Linked DNA regions of Zea mays: region 1 is linked to region 2. A link is a contact called in public Hi-C data. All regions are on one chromosome and are shown on one strand. Each heading gives the region's core, a stretch centred on a gene start, on an enhancer-like site or on the middle of the called end of the contact. The rest is flanking DNA. Distances are from core to core; before and after follow the strand shown.

Region 1 (4,813 bases), core at 2,261-4,760, 270 kb before region 2:
CGACAACGTCAGCGCAGTCTACCTCTCCACCAATCTCGTGCAGCATCAGCGCACGAAGCACGTGGAGAGCGACCTACACTTTGTCCACGAGCGTGTTGTTGTTGGTGACATTCAGGTTTTCAGTGTCCCCACCATGTTGCAGTTCGCCGACATCACCAAGGGGCTACCGTCGAGTGTATTCACCAATTTTCGATCCAGTCTCAACATTTGTACAGTATAGAGTTGAGATTGCGGGTGTTAGAGTACCCATTTAGGGTTTTGGGGTTAGCCCCTTGTAATTACATTTTTACCCTTGTGTAATGGGCTAGGCCCAATAACCTGAGTCTACTAATATAACTCCCAACCCTGAGCTAGGGTTAGGGTTTCCCACACTAAGCCCTATATTTCAAAATACAATCTTGTTTAGGGCCCTTATTGGAGATGCTCTAACTAATCTAAATTCCATCAGTTATTTCGTAACTAATCTAAATTCCATCAGTTATTTGATAATTAATCTAGTAATGCTATGTCTAGGAATATTCCTAACAGAGTATTGACGAAGATATAAGAAAACTATGATTATGATCATGTCTCAAAAAACATCAAAGCAAACAAATATATGGAATCAAGATAAGTGTACCAAGGGAGAAATAATGATGATTGCATAACATAAAGCAGCAAAAGCATATGACTCCAAGAGTTTGCTACAAATAAACTAAGAATGGTCACTAATCCAATGGTACTATAGTAGCATGATGGTACAGATCATCCTGCATTGTTGGAAAAAGTTCTAGGACAATTCTAGAATAAAGTTGTTTCTCAAATGCAAAGAATTAATCACGTAACAGTGAAAAAAGATTAAATTTACCAATCTCGCCACCTGCTTCCTCCCTTCCTCTCCCCCATTTTCATAAACATGCTTCAGGGATCTAGGTAGAACCCTCCAGAACTCATCCACATAGTCTGCCCCCTTGCGTTTACTGTTTTGCAGGATATCATTTGATAGATAGAGGAATGGTATTTTCTTCTCCTCCCTTGAACTAGTAAACTGTTTTTCCCATGTATCTACAACCCTTTTGGCCCTCTTGCGGTGAAAAATGCACCATTGTGAAAGTGCTGCATAAGAATTAAGGAACGTAAAAAGAACCACTATGCAATCTCTATATGCAAGCTTACATAAGTAAAAAAATATGGGATTTGGATAAAAAATTAACATCATTAACAAACAGGAAGTATGGAAATAAATAGACTATATGGTCATTCAATTATTCAAGGAACCTAGATTAAATCAAACTATATAGTAGAAAGACATACTTAAAGCATACAAGATATATATATATACACACACACACACACCACAAAATTGAGAGCACGACGGGCAGACCCGTTGCCAGAGGCTCCCACATAAGTGCGGTCTGAAGAAGGAATAAACCGAGGCAAGCCTTCACCTTGCAAATATGGCCTTTGAACCCACGACCTAGTAACTCAATGAGGCAGCTCTCACCACTACACCAGACCTTCCTAATTGAAAGCACAACCATGAAGAAAAGGGGAAACACAGTTCCTAGGTTACTAAAGTTTCTGTGTTTGTAAACTTTAAAGTTTCTACCATCTAGGCTCCCACTTAAAAGTGGTCCATAGAAATAGCAGCATTGGCCACTAAAACTAATGATTTAGTCATTTAGTGGTGGATGTTAAGTTGCCTGCACCGACCAGTTCAACCCCAAAGCATAAACACTCAGGAAGAGGTGAACACTGAACAATGCATATACTTCAACACCCCCACTCACCTGAGATGTGCAAACGTGGAATAAAGGGGGCGAAGGACTTGTTGCCTATACCAGGATTCGAACTAGGGATATATGGTTTTGATACCATGTAAAATTACATGCACCGACCAGTTGTTCAATTCAAAAGCTTAAGCTCTCAGAAAAAGGTAGGCAATGCACTTATACACTTCAACAGTGGACACCAGAATACCAGATTAAGTTGAGTGTAAGCATGGAAAGTTAATGAGGGGTGAGGTTATTTTGTTCTAAAGGGTACCAATGGTTAGTATGACATACAGCAATATATGCAGACACAGTATATCTCATCACAGCAACTTGCATACAGATGGAGTTGTATATAACATATGGCATGGATTCCTCACACAGAAGCATGCACAATGATACTGAAACAATCATAGGATTCTCCTTTTCTATCGATTCATATAGAGCAACACGTGGCATGCTAATACTGCACTCACCTTTTACTTCAAACTACAAAAGTAGGGCTTAAGGTTAGTACTGTTACTGTTACTGCCATCATTAATGCCTCTTTTCTCTTTACTTCGTTATCCTCTTTATTGGTGGCTCCTGTTGGATTTCGAGGCCTGCCTCAACTTTCTAGGGACTAAACGTCTTTGTTTTTTGTTGCCATTATTGGCAATGTTTGGTTTCCATTTCCCAATAAAGATGGATTTCATTGTATTTTGAGGCTGTTCCCTTTGTGAAATGGAAAATGATAACATGAACTCCTAAGACTGCACATTGCATCTATTAGTAGTCACTATAGTATAATTGCGAACCAGTTTAAAAGTTAGAACGACATGGCTAAACTTAGAGCCTTTCTCGAATGTACTACACAAGAAAGACTCTAGAATCAACAATCAAGAGAATTGTCAGGAAGTAGAGTGATATGAAACATACTGTAATACTGATACACTGCACAAGCTGATTTGTAATTCTTATATGTGTGTGCGTCCAAACTAACAACATGATAAGCACTGTGCATAACAGAACAAGACGGTTATACTTAGATCTCCTAGCCAGTTCTACTCATAGACACTGCAATTTACAAGTTAGGGCTTTAGACTTAATCAAGAGGAAACAGACAGCAACACCCTATGCTACCAAATTTGCAAGCGGCCGTGCAGGAAAGTAGACACGGGAGAAAGGATACTCTCAATGCTAGTGGCTGAGTTGTTGAGCCTGTTGAGCTTATCAATCAGCATCTGCTCGCTAAAGAGGCCGCCGCCGCCACTGCCGACCCCGCTGCCATCTCCTGTTTCTGCGTCTACATCCGCCTTCGCGCCCGCCATCACGAAGCCTCCAACTAATTCTGCTCACTCGCGGATATGCCAAATCCCTAGAGAAATTTATGATCCTGCGAAAGCAACTCGAGCTAATTTTGCTAATAAAAAATCAAGGAGATTGGAACTCGGAGTTGGGGGTGCACACCTCGGTAGCGAGTTCCTAAGCTTGAGCCTACTGCCGCGGACGAGGCGAAGAGGGAGTGGGAGGGGAAGGACCCAAGGATGGGGGGAGACGAAGAGCCAAAACCAATTCTTATCCGACGCGCGTGCGACGGGGAACTGCTAGCTACGCACGGCGCGACGTCTTCCGCGGCGAGGTTAGGGAAGGGCGGCGGGGGCACGGGGGCGGATGGGAGAATGGCGGCGCGGCGCGGCGGCGTGTCGGCGTGCTGCTGGTTTTGGTGTAGTCTTACGAAAGGATGTTAAAGAAGTTCCCCTAAAACTGATTATTTAGGGAGGACATATCCTGTGCAATCACTCATTTTGGTGCAAACGTGCAATCAAACTATCCAGAGCATCCAATCTAGATCTAACGGTTTCATATGGAAGGGGTTAAAAATAAAATAGGTACTATGTTTTAGGTGGAAGGGGTTAAATATAAAATAACAGTCATCATTAGATCTAGATCGGATGCACCAGATCGCTTGATTGCATGCTTGCACCAGGATAAATGATTGCATAGGATATTTTCCCTTATTTAGGTTAGGCTAAAAAGTTTTAGAAGTTGAACCTGGTGTGTAATCCAATAATTCCTCTAAACAAAGAGTGGAAATTAAAAAAATCGATCAAAAAACAGATGCTATTACTCCCATGGCTTTTTTAGTGTCGGACGAAATGCTAGTGCCTCGCTGGTTTATTTGGCTCATGGTCAGTTCGACTCGACTCGAATCAGCTCGTTTGAATTTTTTCACGAGCTGAGCTGACATCATAGCTCAGTTCGTTAACGAACCAGCTCTCGAGCTAAACTAGCTACCATATTCCAGTAAAATGAAACTATATGCATATCATTTACAGAATAATTGATGAACATGTTATATATATGTGAGATATCTATGGCCTATAAATTAAACTAATGATTAATAAACTATGTCTATGTGTTAATTTGGTCTATACAAATATAATTATGGGTTAAACTGATGAACATGTATGTGAATTGTGAATTAATAAGTCATGAATTATGCTAATTTGGTGTTACATTGATGTGGTTTGTGAAATTATGAGTATAACTACTATTTTTTATTGTTAAATTAGTTTAAATTATGTATATATTATTTTTTTGCTCTGCTCGCGAGTTAAACGAGTCAGCTCCAGCTTGTAAACGAGCCGAGCTAAGCTGACTCTGTGGCTCGTTACCTTAACGAACCGAGTCAAACTGACTCGTTAGCTTAATGAGCCAGCTCGAACTCGGACGAGTCGAGCTAAGCTAGCTCGTTATCCACCCCTATCTTTTTGCTTGTCTTTGTTTTATTGGGCTGGCCTTGTTGCGCACAAAAAAAATGAACGAGCGCCTCAACGCATCGAAAACAAAAACTCTTGAGCCTTGCTGCACGGAAAACAAAAACGAGGAACCTGGGGGCGCGTGGACGGAATTGGGAGAGATGCAATACGCGAGGCATGTGTTTGTTTCGGAACGACCCAATTTTTTTTGCCGAGTTGGATTCATTTTTTGTTTGGTTTTAGTGATATATTGAACCTAGTTTCTTGTTTGATTACAGGGTTAAAGTAAGTTAGAGCTACACTATCTCTTGTTTGTTTTGT
Region 2 (4,789 bases), core at 1,238-3,737:
GCCTGAGCGAGGAGGAGTCCAGGTCTCCTGCAGACGCCTGTCGCGGTCCACGATCTGGTCGTCGAACGGAGCATCATCGGATGGTTTCCTCCGTGGAAGCAGAACGGACGGCGGCGCCGAGCCAGGGATCTGCGGCAGCTCCACTGTGTCCCCCTCTGCTGGATCGTCTGAAGGGCCAGGCCGCCTCGGTGTGGAGATGGAGGGCACCTGGACGCGGAAGCGTGACGCCGCCTCCATTTTCGAGACTGCATCAGCTGCCTGCAGGTCCATTAGCCTCCTGTCGAGATCGAACACGAGAGCGTTCTTTGCTCTTCGCCGCGCCATCAGACTCTCCGAGCTCCCGTTCTTTTCTTCAGCTTCCAGAGAGTTTGGATCCACAGAGCCCTTCCAGTTGTTTCCATCACCTTTCTCTTCCTCCTCCTCTTCCTCTTCTCCATCTTCATCTGAGCTAAGGTTATTGTCCTCCTCCGAGCCATCTTCATCATCCGATGAGCCGGCGCTCAACTTCTCTCTGAAGGCTGAGGAAGGGTGGCCAGCACCCAAGTCCACAGGCGGGTTCAGCTCGTCGAGCATCGGTATGATGTCACTGATCGACGCATCCGAAGAGCTTTCACTAGAATCCGACTCGGACTCGGAACAAGGATCCTGCCGCGTAACAGGTTGCCAACACGAGCTCATGAGCTCACCGAACTGATACTGGCTGCAAACTCCATAGCCACCACACCTCCCTGCGACGGCGCTCTCAGCCTGCTGGCATATCTCCTTAACATGCTCATCCTCCTCTCCCTCTCCTTCAGCGATGGCACCGTTGTCCCTGTGAAAGCTAGAAGACTCCATAGCCACCCACCGAGCATCAAGCGAAACAGCTCCAGAAGCTTTGCTGTCCACTTCGATCGGAACACCTTCACCAGCGCTGCTCCGAAACTGCCGCAGCTGAACATTCTCGCAGATTTCCTTGGTGGCCGGCTGCTCCTCTCTTTCCACAACAACAACTTCCGCGCGGCGAAGAGCGTCGTCAGCAGAGACAGATGCGACGATACTGCCCTCGTCACGGTGGGCTTCATGGAAGAAGGTGGTACCGGACGTTGTTTCCTCGGCGCGGACAACGGGGCTCGCAGAAGAACTCCTTGGCATGTGGGCGACGGCGGCGACACGCTGAACCTCCACGGCAACTGCTGGACAAGACTCAGCAACGGATGGTGTGGATACAGCCACAGCCACAGCCACAGCCACAGCCACAGCATCAGGGGGGGACGGGCCCTCTCCGTCTCCGGTCGCTGGAGCGCCGTCACCTGGCTCCCCGTAGCTCAGCAGCGCCCCGAGCAGAAGCGCGGTTAGCAGGAACACCGGCGACGAGGACAGGAGGAGAGCGAGCAGGGCAGGGCAGAGCCTGTGCAGGAACAGCAGCAGCGTGCCGACGCCGAGCGCCACGGGGTACTCGGACGCGGACTGGCAGGCAAGCCTGGCGGAAGAACGCAACGCGCTCTTGATGTGCAGCAGGGCGTTGGTTGCGTCGAGTCCCATCTTTGGCTCTTCGCCGCCTGCCTTCAACTGGATTCGGCCCTGCCTGCGGACGCGGAGATCTAAACTGGGAACAGAAAAGTCGACACAAGATCAGGACAAATGAGATGAGGGGAAAGAGAAGTAGCAGCAAGAAGATGGCACTACCAATATATAACAGGTAAAAGGACCAACAATGGCTACGGGAAGGAGAGGAATGGAAGGAGCAGGAGGACACGAAGCATGAAAGTATATGACACCAACCAACAATGGCTACGGACCAAGGGGAAAAGAATAAGAAGAAGAATCGACGACGGTGGCAGGCAGGAGCAAAGAAACCACCTCAGCGTGCAGGCGTACGTAGAAGAGCTCGTTCTTGGCGTCAGGAACGGAAACGCCTCGGACCAGACGGACGCAGCAGGCGAAGGGTTCGGCGGATGGGGGAAAGGGTGGGCGGCGGGATGGCCGGATGGAGAGTGACAGGGGAGAGGAGAGCTGGTGCTGGAACAAGGAAGGGGAATAAAGCGAAGCAAACAGCACGGAGCCGCAGTGCAGCGTGTCTCTGCTTTTTCCTCTGCTAGGATTCCTTGCTTCGGAGGTAGAGGCAGCAGCGACAGTGCGACACCACGCCACCGGCACAAATGAAACGCTTTGGTCGGCCGGCACGGAAAGGCAGCGGCGACCCTGACCTTGATGCGCGGCGATGCCTGCGGCCTGCGGGCGGCCGGAAAGTTGCGCAGGAGCAATCATGGCATCAGCCAGCCAGCCAAGCCATTGCAGAACTATCCTCCCAGTCTCCCTCCTACTAGTCCTAGTCGTAGCTGTCTGACTGTCGTGCTCCCCTCGTTGGCCGCGGCTCGTTTCTGACCTCTGCAGTTTACTACAACAACCCAGCTGCTGGGACCATACAGTGCAGCCTTGAGAACTGTGCAGGACTGCTCACTGAAATCTATGGCAGCCATCGACCTGTTTTTACCTTCAGCACCAACAAAACATTTTTTATTTGCGTCATAGTACAGACAGCCGGTGAAAAGGAAAAGCGAAAAGAAAAAGAAACTTCAACCAGTTGGTCGATGGCAGTACAATGACGCGCACTGCCTGCCTCTTACAGGCTGGGATTTTTCCTTCCTTCCTTTTTTTTTCAAAATTGGAGCTATTATACTCTCTATGCTGGCATGGGAACGAATCATCTGGTGATGCTCTCTGAGAAGACATACACAAGGTCGGACGGTTCGTGACCTGCGCGCAGGAGCAGCTCCTCTTGGGGCAGTCCACGTCTGGACCTAGATCTCGTATTCCGGGAGGAATCTGTCGGGGAAGAAGAGATCCTAGCATGTATTTTGGTGTTGACAGGTAATCCAAGACGTCTCTAAACGACGTAGAGCCAAAAAGACCTGAATATTCGAGGTATAGGAAGACTAAACTAGTGCAACTGCATAAGGTAAAAACGAGCAGTATAGTTCATTGGATCGTTTGTGGAGGGTTTAATCGGCCGTAACACATCTATATAAAGGGAAGGTCTAGAACTATTACAAGTCGATTGAGTTAACTCTGTAGATTTAGCTAACAAATCATACAAGAAATCTAAAACCCTAACTGATTTTGTGCACACGTAGACGATCTGTGTCGCTATGACGAACCGTCCGAACCGCGGACGGTCCGGTCACCGCCGGGGACTTTTGCTCAACGCTCTAGCAATCGAATTCTGGGACTCCGAACTGATCAGTAGGTTAATGAAGATTCGTCTATAAGAACAACTATCGAAATTCTTCTGGCGAAAGATGATGCCTGATTTACGTCAACATCAAACTTTACCTTTTTCTTTTCAAGCCTATAAATTGAGTAGTCAACAGCAGTAGGTGCCGTTTCTTTACCACGTGATGTGACCTGACCACAGCAGTAAAGTTTGCTTGCTGCTGGAGAGAGAGCGCCGTGTACTTGCGCACATCGCCAAGAGCTCCGCTTGCCATCGACACCCTCTTCGATCCTAACTAGATGGTCTATCTGCGCAGCGCTAGACCTAGACGTGGGAATGGAGAATGGACGGACACATCCAAATCCAAACACAGGAATCCAGCTCAAAGACCAATTGAAGCAACGCTAGGTCAGTTCATAATTTGTTTGGGACGACCCGTGTCCAGTGTAAGATAGGGTTGGATTAACATGTGCCTCCTTATTGGATCTATCGAGTTTTTAAGTGTCGGATTCGGTTTTTTTTATGTTTTAGGTCAAAAATTATGGTTCATGTTTAGTCGGTGGATTATTACGGGTCAAAAGCTATATCTCGCACTTGTCTGTATTGGTCTGGTGTTTTTTTCTCTCTCGAGCGGGTTAGACAGAGTCAGACGGTCAATGCTTAGTCTGTCTTTGGTGGGTTGTGTAAATTAGAAAATATGTAACTGTAGCTGAAACTGTTTAACATTGTTTACATAATAAAGTTTGAAATAGAATTATGATAAAAGTTAAAAGATGACATATGAAAGCTGGCTGAGACGGCCCTAAGCCTAACCGTGGATATTTGTCATCTGAAACTTTGGCTTCATGCAGAATCAGTCACCTTATGCAGAATCAGTCACCTTAAGCCTAACCCTGTCAGATCATAATTTGTTTGGTACGACCCGTGTCCAGTGTAAGATAGGGTTGGATTAACATGTGCCTCCTTATGCCCTGTTTGGAAATGGATTTTTCTCGTAGCACATTATTTCGGTACTACGGTCTACAATATGACGTGACACAATACCACAATTTAAACAAAAACAGAGTAAAATCACAGTATTTGTCCATACATAGCACTGTTTGGTAGAACAGTATTTGGCTTATATAAACGAGACAAGTTCAAATTTAAATACTAGTGAAACAAGCATCGACAAGTTTGCTGCAAGACAAGCATCGACACTTCCAATCAAAAGTTTGCTGCAACCAATACAAATCCAATTTTGCTTCTATTCAAGTTGGTCTTCGTGATAATCCAGCGAAAACATAAAGAGAAGTTCAAATTCAGTTTTGCTTATATTTTCCACAAGTTGGTCTTCGTGTGCCAACCTGCTTTAACCTGGCAGAGAATAATGATTAGTGACCATGATAATCAGAGTTAGGTAAACTCATAACTGCACAGATTTGACTAAAGAAATGCACAGATTTATATTGTGTATAAATACATATGTAGTCCACAATCTGTTGTGCAAGCTAGCTATAAGTTGAAAGTAGGAATAGATGTGGAGAAATTTCTTTAGCAGGAAGAGAAGAGAGGATGAAGACATGTAAATTATCAGCCAATGGTTAGATGGAA

Evidence for each region. A called contact is a pair of places that touch in the nucleus more often than the background predicts.
Region 1: a contact with region 2 is called in a Hi-C map of leaf, with 2.2 times the contacts expected there. The contact joins the promoter of LOC103647127 here to the promoter of LOC103647124 in region 2. A contact is called at or near these places in 2 of 25 Hi-C or Micro-C datasets (ear and leaf).

What each region holds. Positions count from the first base shown.
Region 1 is chr2:153,485,892-153,490,704 of Zm-B73-REFERENCE-NAM-5.0, reverse strand. LOC103647127 (formin-like protein 5) reads right to left here and starts at 3,510. Exons shown (of 8, transcript XM_035965368.1): 1 at 3,201-3,510; 2 at 2,923-3,081; 3 at 848-1,095. The coding sequence starts at 3,061.
Region 2 is chr2:153,212,315-153,217,103 of Zm-B73-REFERENCE-NAM-5.0, reverse strand. It overlaps LOC103647124, which reads right to left and starts at 2,487. Exons shown (of 3, transcript XM_008671683.3): 1 at 1,843-2,487; 2 at 1-1,588. The coding sequence starts at 1,524.